Regions from separate parts of the Aphis gossypii genome. Here region 2 is linked to region 1. A link is a contact called in public Hi-C data. All regions are on one chromosome and are shown on one strand. The core of a region is the stretch at or near the end of the contact, and the rest is flanking DNA. Distances in the headings are between cores, read along the strand shown.

Region 1 (7,206 bases), core at 3,036-5,535:
ATAATAAAAATGTTTACTACTGTTTCCTAGTGTTAAGGTAACATTTATTGTTTTTAAATAAGTTTTTATGAAATGTAATTACTAATTAGTATAAACATGACATATCAACTACAAGTATTATCATTTTTTGTTTGCAATGGTTTAGTTTTATTTTAATTTAACATTTATTAGTAATAACTAATAAGTTATTAGATTAACCTTATTCAATGATAAAATGCTATCAAAATCTACTATACACATGAGAATAATCTCTTTCATTCAATAGTAAGAACTGCAGAGATATTTTAATGTATTAATTAGTCTTAATCCTAAGAACATTTTTTCACGTAAATTAAAATAAATAATAGGTATTAAATTATAATATTGTTTATTATAATTTATTTATAACATTTTTCTTAGTTTTTAACTATAACTTACAGTAAGCATACAAAAACTAAAAATGTCTAGTCAATAACATTGACCTATAGATTATATATAAAATAACTAATGTAAAAAAACAATTTGTGTAGTACCGGTTCTATATTTTAACATTAAGAGTACATTGTTTATAATAATTTTGCAACTACTTCCACAATTATCACTTCATCAGTTTCTTAATTACATTAAACCTGAAAATAAAAACCAACAATTAATGTAAGTCCACAATTAATTATTATAAATGGTCATTACGGTTAGCTTCCTTGCATTGACGAATAGCCTCATTAAATCCAGAACACAAAGAAATATCATCATTGTTTTGTGCACACTGCAAGAATTGTTTGATTTCAAAAGCGCAAGCACCACCTTGTTGGCTACTTTGTTCCACTGGCATTAGTGGAGCTTGTTGAACTTGTTGAGGTTGAACCTCATCGCGGGAACCACCACCGCCGAACATTCCAGTGACTGCATGACCAACTGTGTGACCCTAATAATAAATAAATTATCATTATGAATAATATATTATTTATATAACTATTAAATTATTAAACGTACAATGGCAGAACCAACAGCAACACCTCCAGCAGTAGCAGCCATTTGGGCAAATAATCCCGGTTGTTGTGGTTGAGCTGGTGCTACTTGTGTTGGTTGATGTTGTGGTGCTGGTGCATGTTGCTGTGTTCTAGCTGGGACAGCAGACCTAAAATATTAATAACATTGTTAACTTTAAAAACTATAAAGTATTTATTTCAAAATTTCAAAATTGAACTATATAATTCTAAAATTACTAAAATAATATGTAATCTGAATCACATTCTTTGTCTGAAATTATATTACTATGAATTCAGATTAAAAAAAAAAAAAAAAATAGTAACAATATTTCAAATTTCTTAACAGCTTCTAAGGAACATTACATCACATTACATAAATTGTTGACTGCATACATGTTTTTGTAATTATCACTCCAGTGTGTATATGTAATAAAAAATTCTAATTAAATAACTTATACAGTCATACTTATGAAGGACGTGCATATATTTTAAAATATCTATTAAATCATGCTAACCATAGATTCAATAACACTAACACTATACAGTACTACACCAGCGGTTCCCTAACTGTACAAAACAATGCACTAGGGATAACATGAGTACTCCAAGGGGAACCGCTATGCTACACCAACGTATTCAATTAGGTATCTCATCATTTTAATTTGACTCACTAATCTAACATGACAGCAGGAGACGGTAAAGCATGTTGGCCAAACCAACTTTAATATTAAAACTATAGATACTATTGGCAATATCTAAATGAAGAAATATTGTTTTCATAACCTGGTATAATTTATTGAAAAATACTTTCATTTTTTTTGTTTTTGAATTACCTATAGGAATATTTTTTTTTAATTTTACTTGATAAAATTATCACTCTGAATGAAATTTATTATAAATCTAATTTAAAATTAATATTAGTAACACCGGTAACAAAAGTTTATTCTATGCTAATATGTCGATTAATTCCACACAATAGTTCAAAAAAAAAAACAAAACATAATATACCTACAAAAGTTATTATTGATCCGAGTGTTAAGTACTCAATTAAACATTAACTCAAAACCCTTCTTAAAACTTAAAATTTTCATGTAAAACAGAAACATATTTATTGAGTATAATAATAAATGATAAATCAGTTTTAAATAAATTTAAATGAAAACATAAGACCTATGTATATGAATGACCTCATTTGAGTTGCACAATGCTGTGCAAATTCTTATAATATATATATGTTGACCATAAGAAAATAAAGGAAATACAATATTGCCAACTTTTTTTGGGACATAAACAAGAATCTAAAACAATAGTTTTCATGAACTTTTCAACTAATAATTAGCATCATTTACAATTAGGTACTAATAAACAAAATATGAATAGAAACGAACAAGTTTTAATTGTAACTAATTGGTTACAAATTTAAAATTACAATTAATACAAGAAGTATTATTTGATTAATTAATTTGATAATTGATACATGTATTATATAAAAATTAAAAAGGTATAATTATGTGCCCACGCATTAACACAGACAATGAATTAAGTTTTCATGGTAATCAAATTAATCATTTTATGAGTTTTTAACAAACTTAAATGAAAATCATAACTGTTTCTATAAATTATTAACGTAATTACATTACCTATTTAATAATTTTATACATCTATTTACCTTTAACATTTTTATTATAAAAAATAAAAATTATTTTAGGGTCTTTTATCTATATATAATATATATAGATATAGATACCTATTATATTAGTTATTTAATATAATCATAATTTTAGAAACATAGATAAGAATTTAAGACGATACCAATCACTCTTTGCTTTTTCTCTAAATAGACGTTGATGGACAATGCGATATATTATACTGCAGTTTCATAGAAATTCAACTATAATAGTTATCAAGTTTTGCATTTAAATTCCATGTTAATATACCAATTAATTATTTTCCATAATTTTTTAAGTTATAAATAACTGTTAATATAGGTACATCATTATTGATTAGGTTTGAATAATATACATTTAATAAAATTTAATGTGTCATTTTGCATTTTTATCATTGAATAATTTACATATTTTAGTATTTGTTTTGTTGATTTGATAATTTTATAGGTAAATAGTTACATTCCAAGGGCACTTGATATATTAATTAAAAAAAAAAAAAAATTAATTTAAAGTCATGTGTTCTATAGACTAGTTTTAAAGTACCACGTTTATCAAAAGGTTGAATTTGAAACAAATCAAACCACTAAAGCATTTAACGGAACCGTTTTATAAATCAATCATCGATATCACGTATCTACACTAGGTACATACATATTAGTTATTACTATAATATTTTGCATAACCTTGCCGGCGGGGAGTCCGATAAAAAGAATCGTATGCGCAGGACTTACCTTCTGGGTGCAGGCGACGGAGAACGTCCACGTCTGGCCATTTTGTAGTTAGGTTTACACAAAAATTAAATAAATTTCACAAATAAAATACGACTTCACGGCTTGATTGAAGGAATCTGTAGACAATAAATATTAGCGTTATGGCGTGAAAAGGTGCAATACTGCAGTAATATAGTACATTAGTACTCACTCGAATCACTTGCTGTCTCTCTCAGAAGTTTTCAATTTTGGTTATGTAAAAGCGTAGACCGTACCGCTGTTGAGTTACAATGTGTGGACTATAATAAAAAGTTAATTATTGATATTGGTGGGGGAAAACAGCTGTGAAGTCGTAGTGAGATTGCGAAACCTTTTTTTTTCTAGAAGGTTCTCCAACACTATGTTGTCATCGTTTTTGGTGGGGATAGGCGGGTATCTACGGCGAACAGTGGTAGCGAGTGACGTTCGAAACGTCTTTGACTACGGCATAACGGTTTGTAAAAGGCGCGCTCGTTCGTTATCAACTTACGTCTCTTATCAGTTATCAGTCACCGACGACGACTTTCGCGGATCAAGATTATAGCACCGAGCTTTTTAAAGTTTTCCGCTCTCTCGACTACACGTCCACCGCTACATTTCCACCGCTTTCATCGTCGAGTTGCTGTTTTCCCTGAGGTCGGCAGTCAGTCGTTTTTGGTCCGACGAAAACTCGTCGCATCATCAATATACCTAGCTCGGAACAGGTCCAGTTGCCAGCCATCCGTCGAGCACGTGCGCCGTCTACTCGAGATAAACCTACGGCCGAAACCAAACGATGACGCGGTCGGTCTGCTGAAAAAATGCCGCCTCTGCGCGATCGCACCAATAACGAGCGCCGTCCTCCTCAATCGGGCCGCGAACTCCGCCGCCGCTGTTGAGTGTAGCAACAGACGCATTTTAACCTTGGACTGTTGTTGCGCCGTAATCTTTGACCCGCCCCGAGACGTGACGACGGCTAGACCACAATACGCACTGCGATGGAGTGCGCCAACCTAGACGAGTGCGTCGAAAACTGGGAGTCGATAGCTGGTGAATACAAGACTCTCGAGGTATGTCGTGATATTATACTTTTGTTTTCGCTTTGCACTTTGACGACGATCATGATCACCTATTTAAAATCGTGTGTGCCACAATACTATTACCATTCCTACCTATCCTTTTACGTTTTTCCATAGTTGCCAGGTTTTTATTTCACCCCCAAGCTCAAACATTAAAATTGTAGTTTGACTTTGAATTATGTTAATCAACAGTCTCCTAGACTTTTTAATACCTTTTCCTATAATGTACCTATTATGGATAGGTTTAAATAAAAATTTTCCAGATTAAATCATATTTAAATTGTTGACTCAATTGTTATTGTAATTAATAGGTATATATTATACTCGATATTATATTATAGCTGAATTGCATGAAAATAAGATTTATGATTTAATGACCTATTGAAATTAAATAAACTGACTATGAGTCATACTTTGATGTTTTTTGGAACTGTTAAATATTTATAGATGATTCCTAATTTAACTAAATACACTTATATATTCTAGATCAAGTGATTAAATCCGATAATGTATCAAAAATAATGTTGAAAACTATATTGCTTTTATTATTATTTATTATATATATTCACGACCTTTAGATTAATCATATCATTTCATAATAATTTCTATTTAATCAATTTTTTTTTATTTTTTTAAGTACATTTTGTTTAATTTCATTTTATTAGTTTTAGGCTAGGATTACACTATGCATTTTGTCGGTTGCCGACCAACCGGAGCCGAACCGCAACACATTAAAATAAAATAGGTTTAAATATAAAACACATTATCAGGGCCAGACTTGACTGAATTGCGGAATTGTATAAAACTGTCGGTACACAACCATAACATGTTGTGGTCGCACCGACAAAACGCATTGTGTGATCCTAGCCTTAATGTATAACCATCAATTGTCAATTTTACAATGATATATGATTTTAAAACTTTAGATCCTTCTAAATTGTAATGTATTATAATGTATTTGATCATCATTATTTATAAAAAAATAATGATTTTAGTATAGGTTGCTTGTTATGAATATTAATTAGTAAATAAAAACCTGTGTACCTATTAATACTGTAAAATATTATATAATAATTATATATTTTTATTTTTAGAATGCCAATAAAGAATATTTAGCCAAGGTAGAGGAGGTTAGTGATCTTCAAGGTCAGTGTATGAAACAAGTCAGTCACCAAAAATATCGATTAAATTTTATTGCCAAATCTCTTAAAAAGTAATTGTAATTAAATCTTGCCATTTTGAAAATTTTAGTCTAATTTATTCAGGGTTATCTTTGTTTAGTTTTGAAAAAGATGAACGTCAAGACATTGTACAACGACTTTGGAAAGATATTAACCACCGCCGCCAACAACTGTCAGATATTGAACAATCACTCCCAAAGCCCAATGGATCATACTTGAAAATTATTTTGGGCAATGTAAATGTATCAATTTTGAATAAAGAAGACAAGTGCGAATAATTCATTAGAAAATATCAATCATAATTTGATAATAAAATTTATTACAGGTTTCGTTATAAAGATGAATATGAAAAATTCAAACTGGTTCTTAGCATTATTGGTTTCTTTTTATCTTTATTGAATTTGGTGACCAAAAGACGTGCACTCGAACTAACTTTTTTGTTTCTTTTGGTTTGGTATTATTGTACACTGACAATACGCGAAAGCATATTGAAAGTAAATGGGTCAAAAATCAAAGGATGGTGGCGACTTCATCATTTTATATCTACTGTGGCTTCAGCCGTACTACTTGTTTGGCCAAATTCCGAAACGTGGTACATATTTAGGCCACAATTCATGCTTTTTAATGTACTTATTAGTAAGTTATATATTTTAATTTAATTTTTAATAATTTCTAATTTTAATGTATTTCCAGGTGTAGTTCAATCATTCCAATTTATATACCAACAAGGGGTTCTATATAGACTAAAAGCATTAGGTGAACGTCACAATATGGATATTACCATTGAAGGTTTCCATTCTTGGATGTGGCGTGGTCTTAGCTTTCTACTACCATTCCTATATTTAGGATACATTTTTCAACTGTACAACGCATATACATTATATAAGTTGTGTTATCATCCAGATGCCACTTGGCAGGTCAGTAAATATAACTAAATAACATTTTATATTCATCTTATAATGTCTCGTTAAATTCTTAATGTTAATTTATTCATTATGTCCACCTAAATTATATAAAACTAAAACATTATTCCTTTAATCAATACATTTTAAACACCAAATTAAAAATAAATACATTTTAGCTTATGTACTGCAAATGCTAAGTATTTCATAATATTGATATTTATTTTTTGACCATACATAATAGTGATAATTAAACAGTTAACATAAGATTAATTTTTCTTTAAATATTTGTTTAGATGTTAATACAAGTATAGGTTATATTAGTTATTTACTGTTTTTACTTTAGTATTATTATATTAACAAATTTTACATTTATTGCGCTTTTTAATTATCAGTTATGATCATTGTTTAAAGTTAATTATTTGTTTGTCTTAGATCAAAAAAAAAAAAAAACAAACAAACAAACAATTTTTGTTTTTTATATCTTTTGTAGTATATAATATGTAACCTAGCATATTTACTGTTTTAAGTACAATTTTAAAATTTTAACTCCTTGTATTTTTTGTTTAAAAATTAGAATAAATCACATTCTGTTGATTCTTTTATATAAACTTGCACTCTTGCTTACCAATTATGTCTAAAATAGAATTGTAATTATTGAAAACTTATTAAATATCTAGT
Region 2 (7,206 bases), core at 2,168-4,667, 160 kb after region 1:
GAGTACGACTCAAGTCGGAAAGCCGTGCGCATGCCTATAAACTCTATCTATTCTCTTTTTCAATATTCGTCATCGCGATATATTGAGTCTTCGCGGTTCAATCGACGCGTCCAGACAATAACGGCAGCGCCATCTACCTCTGGCATTTCGCACTTTTCTCGACAAAAAATCACTTGTAATATATTATTATGATCCTGCAATTTTATTATTATTTTGAAATCTCATCTCGTCGGATCCAATTCATAGTGTGCTGTCCGCACATAACTCGAAAACCAACTCGTAGACGTCTTAGATCGTCCGTTCGTAGATATACCAAAAACACCAAATTGTGGAACACAGGAAAAATCAGTTATAGAGTGTTTGGAACAATAAGCGTTTTAGTAAAATAGCAAACAACTTTTACATAATATAATTGCCAAAACGATGTATAGTACCTATACCGTTTGTTATCAGTACCTCTACGAAAATTCGGTTACTGATACACACACTCTTAGCGTTTAAGCCCGACGCGATGATGGAGAGATTAACGATGGTTCTCGATCGCACAGAAGCTTTTGATCGATAAAACGTTTAAATATGACCGAAAATAGATGGGACGGTGTTGTCTTGTCTTAACAACCCGGCATCAATTGTGTTGGTTGACAGATTTTTTTACAATTCAGCCACAGCATCGTTGCGGATGGACGGTGCGTAGATAGAACATCCGCCCAAAGCCCCAGCATGAACTTTGGATGCCCCGCGCTACAGAGGGTTATAAATAAAAAAATTTAAAAATGACGATAATATGACTGTATGATAGAACCTTAAGTAAGAGAATAGTTTTTAAAATTTATTTGTGTTCAATCTACTACAATGTGGATTACTGCAACTGGCAAGTATCGTAATAACTATAATACAGACAAACTAAAGAGTTATAGCATTGAAATATCTATATAATCGCATAAGTCAAGGTTACGCGATAACATTACGCAATAATACGATTGATCGGTATCGAAGAGTTCCCTTATATGACTTATTCTTCAACCGAATTCTCGAGCTATTTATCGTACAGCATTATACCACGTCCGTCAATCACGACAAAATAAATAAACATGATCACGATTTAATGATACACAATATCGATGAAAAGAAGGTAGTATATAGTCTTACACTGCCAAATTTAATTGATTGTTGATATTATATACTATGATATTGTTAAATTATTATAAGTTGATCAAAAGACACGGAAGACGTCCATGCCCTCGTATGCGCTTGACTAAACGAAATTCAATTTTTTTTTTTTTTCATCAAACCTATTTATTTTGTCTGCATGAGTTAAATGTCCAATGCCTGCTCCAGCACACTCGAATCGCTACTGCTACTGCCACTGCCGAATACAATTTATGTACCTACTTTATTTGATAATTTTGTAAATACCACTCCGACTTGTGTGATTTACTACGATGTTTATTCTTTTGTCTTTGGATAGTACGATTAAGTCGATTAAGACCATCGACCACTATTTAGTGAATAAAATATATAACAAATCAGCATTTTTTTTCCTTCAAATAAATCCATTATTGTTCGACGGAAGTCGGAATACCCATCATTCGTTGTGAGTAATGATCGTGTAGCAATCGTGGCCCGAGACATATATATTGTGTGTGAAACTGATCAAAAGAAACCATTTAAAAATTAGTACAATGATAAATTAATAATATAATACGTTGATGTCGGAACGTGTAATAAGAATAAAACTTTTATTGTTGTTCGAGAAATAAATTGTTCATATGTAAAAAAATATGATTTTTCTGATATTTTTCCCTCATATTCCTAAGTTAAATTAGAAAATTTTACGAAAAACTTTTGTTTTTAAATATTCAAGACTTGAGTCATATTATAGGCAATAACTGTAGACAAATGATACTGGATAAAATCAAAAAGCGTTTGAGTTTATTTTATACGTTTTTGATCTCTCTGAAAAACGTGTACAGTTAACTAGACTACTTGTGCGACATTCAGTAATTACTATAGTTTTACGTATGGTTTATCAAATTAATTCTTTACTAGTTGATAATTGATATATTTTAAAATGTTATATTACGCCATTATGGTCTTATGAACGAATAATGTCCAAAAAATTAATACATATTTTATAACGGTACGTTTTGAATAGGCAACCAATAGTACAACGACTACAAACCACGTTATTCAACGGACGTCAAAGATTCGATTTTTTGGTACCAGGATCCCATGAGGTATCGTCGCCGGCCGCGGCGCGCGACGACGACCGATTCGAGCGTGACGTGGTCTGTACGTTCGGTTGCCAGTGATCGCGCAAATACGGCGTAGATAGTATTGTTATTAACCAGAAAATGTGTGCTTGTCAGATAAAAATTAAAAACTAATGATGATCGTACGTAGACAATGTTGAGAAATAGACACCGGACAAGAAGAGAAAAAATCCCACAACTTATATTTTATAAATAATTTAGGTGTATAGCCGTATAGGTATGTATGAATATTGAATATTTGATTATGTACCTATATTATGAATGTTTTTAGGACTTACATAATCATATTATTATGTGTGTATTTTCGTTCATGTTGTAACTTACCATTAAATCAATGTAACCATTTATTTTCCCTTTTATAAGTTGGAATTTACCAAGCCCTAATTTTAACTATCAATAAACCATGCCAATTTTTAATACCTATACGGCTAAACCTATTTTAATTTATAACCTATTTTCTTGTTGAAAATTAATAAATTCGTATTTGAGAACGGCCATGGGAGATGATAATTTAAATTAACATTATTAAATATTCATTGTGAAATTAATGCAAAACGAGAAGACGCAATAGATTTGTTTACGATACATTCTGTGTGTTTATAATATCATTATTATACTGTTTACCTGATACTTGTAGGTTTTAGATGAATACAATTTTTTTTTATGTACAATGTACAAATATTTTTAATTTTATACTAAACATCTTACAATGAGTTACAACTATCTATACAATTTTAATCATTTTAGTTAGTATTATGTACTTACACTTATCGTTAATAACCAATTTATTGATTTATAATATTGTTTTAAAAAATATTGCCACCATCCCCCATAAACAAAATTCTAGTTTCATCACTATATAAAAATTTAAAATAGATTTCTCTGATAGTCTGATTAATATTACTAATTACACATAACATAATATGGTTCTATGAAGTTATTACACTGTAAAATGTATGACCGTGAATATAAAATTGAACGTACATAATAATTAATAATTAGCAGTTTTAACGATGAAACGTTTTTGTATTTTGGTACTATACGAAAGTGTCAAAGTGCAAAAATGACGTCGTGGATGACGAGTCATGCAACAAAAATAATAACAACACAAAACATTGATTTTATTATTAATAGTAACTCACAAGTTGTGAGTCACAACTATGAGCGTCCACCGTTCAATGTTTTACGAGTGTTCAGACGCTAGTCGCGTTATCACTTATCACTGATTGGAGCGAACATTTAAAAATTTCGATTTTCAGCGTTTTTCGTCCGAGCGAGGTCAAAGAACGCTGACTGAATCATAAAGAAACATTTCACAATATTTATTTGATCTGCTGAAATAACTCTACTTTCATTTCTCATCGTCAGTCGGAAAACACAGTCGTCTTGAATATTATTTACCGCAAATTTACATTATTCATTTTTAGTCGCATTCGACGTCGATTTTTTTGAATTTTGTTTTGTGCTTCGTTTTACAGTTAAATTCTTGTAGATATGGCGATGGCCAGTCAAACTATTCAGAGCGATACTGCCGACTTGTACAGTCGTGTGAAATCTTCAACAGACAAGTTTTTTGCTACTCTGCGCGAAGCCAAAAGTTTTGAGACCCAAGGCAAAACAAATCTGGTGAGTCCGTCATTATTTTAATATTATTGAACTATACTTACTGTTATCGTACATTCGTAGGCTTTGTTGGAGTATGAACAGTGTCTCAATATTATTGATGATGTCTTCTCAGTTCCACTGACACGTCCGACCGACCTAAGTCTTGAGTGGACGGAGGTTGAAAACATACTACAGTATTTAAAAACGGAAAAGTAAGTGTTCACTATTATTTTAATTTATATTATACTATAATTTTATAACATCATGTTTGTTTCAGAAAAGAAATTTTAGACCGTATTCTTCAGTTGCAAAGGGATAGTGGTTCGAATATGGCAGTAGATTGTAGACCTGTTCAAAGTCCGCCATCGTATCAGGAAGCTACACGTTCTGACGAAGAACAATCATGTGCTTCTGAAACATTAGAACCTCCAGTTTCATACAACCAGTTATCAGCAATGCTTAATGATTTACGTATCGACATCGAACGGAGTTCAATGGCAACCCTATTAGTTAGCTGTGATAACTCACAAGTATTTTTCATTGCTGATGATGGTCAAGTAACATCGCCATCAGAGAAATCAAATGTTAAAATCTTTATGCTCGAAGGTAACTACATAATTAAATGTTAATTAAATTTATAAAAATTATAATTACTTGAGAATACTTTTTGTTCAGGTACAAATTCAGAGAGCCCACAACGGTATTTCCTCTGTATTGAAGATATTTATTATCCCCTTGTTGCCAATAGTTCGCCGTGTCTTCGAACTGAGTATGGGGCATTTGTGTTTCCTGATATTGAAAACAGAAACTCAGCTATTGGTGTATTAGTTCCTCCGGAACATTTGGAACTTTTCACAGATGTATTAGAAAGTGTACTTAAAAAATCATTGAGAAAACAGTCTGGAGAGGCCAGAGAAAAAGGTCACAAAATTTCAGCTCACATTGTTAAAGGAGCTACATTTTTATCAAATGGATTAGTGAAGGGTGCTGAAAAAACATCAAATTTTATGAACAACTCTACTCCTGGTTTATTAAACTATATTAACCCTTCTCAAAATGATACACATGTTTGCACTTCCATGAAAAAAGGAGTTAAAGTTGCTAAAAACGTGACGTCTACTGCTGCTGATGTAACGTGCTTTGTTGGTAAGATATAAAATAAAATCAAGTTATTCAATTTAAATCAATATAAACATGTTTTTATTCAGCTGGAAAAATAGGTACAGCATCATGTGCTGTTGGAAAATTCCTTGCTCCACATGTTCATAAGGGCGGAACTAAGATCTTGACAGGTGTTACTAATATGGACAAAAATGAAGCTTCTGAAAAAATGACAAATGTATTTGATATAGCAGCAGGTGCCATTGAAGGTTTTAGCATAGTTTATGATGGACTTGAAAAATCTGGGATGATTCTGGGTAGCAGTATTTCAAACAATACAGTACTTATAGTTCATCATAAGTAAGCTAAATGTTAATTTATTATATATTATTATAAGTGTTAGAAATGTTATAATTTGAAAAAATATTTGATAGATTCGGCAATCATGTTAGTGAAGTGACTCAAGACACATTTGAAACAGTTGGCCATGGATTACGATTCACTAGAAGCGTGAAAGAGTTTGGTCCAAAAAATATCATCAAATCTACTGTTAAAGAAACTGGTCGTGCCATGATGGTACCAGATAATGATTAAAATATTTTCCGTGACTTTCGCCTAACTTATAAGTATGAAGCCTTGTTGTGATAAGCATTTTTATAGCAAATATAGTTTACTTCTTACAAAAAGAATAGATAATTTTAATAGGTATATTATTATAATTGTTATTTTTAATGTTATATCTTAAACAACAAAGTTTGGGTTAAACTTGGTTATATATTGCATTTTAATCAAATTAGCATATTATACACTATGAATTAAATTATTAATACTTTATAGTTTATAAACAATGTTATACTGGATTTATATTGTTAAAGATATTATTGTTGGTTATTGGTGTATTATATTTTTATAAAATAAATTTGTATTTATTTTTCCTTCAAATCATTTTTTTTTTTTTTTTTTGAGTAACAATAGTTAAACCAAGGAATAAATGTTTTATATTATAATTAATAAATACATACTATTACTTTTATAATATGGAAGACCAAATTTCAAATTATCTTGTAACTTAAAAGTTACAAAGAATTTATGATAATCATATTACAAGTAATTTTTTTTTTTTGATAATTTTTATTATTTTATATACATTACTTATCAATGTTATCATATTATATTTAATAGTTAAATTAAATAACTAAATAATTTAGAAAGTAACAAAATTTATTTCAGTTTCATCTAAAACATACTACCGATATTTAAATTTGAAAATATTTTAATGTGTTGAACCTTTGTCTTCTTTTAAAAGAAAATAAATATTAACATCTCCTTTAGGTGTCTTCACTATTTCTTTATATGAAATCAAAAAAACAGCAGATAAACCATACATAAGCAATGGTATACCTGAAAAAATTACATTATTTAATAACAAAGTGTCTAAAAAACCAACAAATTGATAACATTATAGCTACATAAGCCAATACTATACATTATTTTTCAAATAATAAATTTCTAGAATACACCTGTGTTGCTCATTACTAGTCAACATTTTGAATATATCAGTTGAGTATAATGTATATGTATATATAAATGCATGGCTAGTTGCTGGAAAAACTAAAAATCATGACTCATCTTTAGATAGTTAAATTTATTAAATAAGTAAATTAAAAAATATATGTAAGAAATTAAAATGATGTATGGTATTATTTGTTGCAAGTTCAGTAGAATAATTTAATGACTTAAGGTCAATTGATAAATCTAATCTTCGTAATAAAAATAAATTTAATTTCAATTTTAAATCAAGGCAATTTATTAGAGAACAATGGGTAAACATTAATTCACATAAAACTTACTCATAAGACCATAACCAATGACTGTTACTAAATCATTTATCATAATCCACAATATTGTATCATGCTTACAATGAATAATTTCATGAAAGTAAAGTTTGAATTGGATAAAAACCTATTGAACTTTTGATTTTTTTCTTTAATAAATTTAAATTCTTAAACTATAACATTGATATTGATTTATCACGTAATTATTATGGTGTGAATATTCAAACTGTTAATAGAATCGAGAATCGACGAGAAATAACGTAGGTATTAGATTTTATGCAACCGACTATTCCTAATCATAAATCATAAATCGCAAAAACACAGTAAGTACCGTTAGGACCTAAACCGTTAGTTCCTTATGTTGTCGGTTGCTCACCCAAGTTGACGATTTT

The links. Hi-C and Micro-C count contacts between places; a contact is called where the count stands out from the background.
Region 2: a Hi-C map of whole body shows a contact between it and region 1, with 4 times the contacts expected there. The contact joins the promoter of LOC114119279 here to the promoter of LOC114125273 in region 1. A contact is called at or near these places in 2 of 2 Hi-C or Micro-C datasets (both in whole body).

What each region holds. Positions count from the first base shown.
Region 1 is chr2:20,247,394-20,254,599 of ASM2018417v2, forward strand. It overlaps LOC114125273 (transmembrane protein 120 homolog), which reads left to right and starts at 4,286. Exons shown (of 8, transcript XM_027988856.2): 1 at 4,286-4,433; 2 at 5,537-5,655; 3 at 5,724-5,891; 4 at 5,949-6,259; 5 at 6,317-6,540. The coding sequence starts at 4,362. It overlaps LOC114125274 (coiled-coil-helix-coiled-coil-helix domain-containing protein 2), which reads right to left and starts at 3,791. Exons shown (of 5, transcript XM_027988859.2): 1 at 3,557-3,791; 2 at 3,367-3,482; 3 at 973-1,117; 4 at 670-904; 5 at 351-608. The coding sequence starts at 3,407. The coding sequence ends at 598.
Region 2 is chr2:20,411,391-20,418,596 of ASM2018417v2, forward strand. LOC114119279 (protein spartin) reads left to right here and starts at 3,418. Exons shown (of 6, transcript XM_027980786.2): 1 at 3,418-3,899; 2 at 3,960-4,090; 3 at 4,156-4,484; 4 at 4,554-5,024; 5 at 5,087-5,339; 6 at 5,414-5,921. The coding sequence starts at 3,768. The coding sequence ends at 5,573. It overlaps LOC114119278 (pyruvate kinase), which reads right to left. Exons shown (of 3, transcript XM_050200782.1): 2 at 7,191-7,206; 3 at 6,091-6,380. The coding sequence ends at 6,253.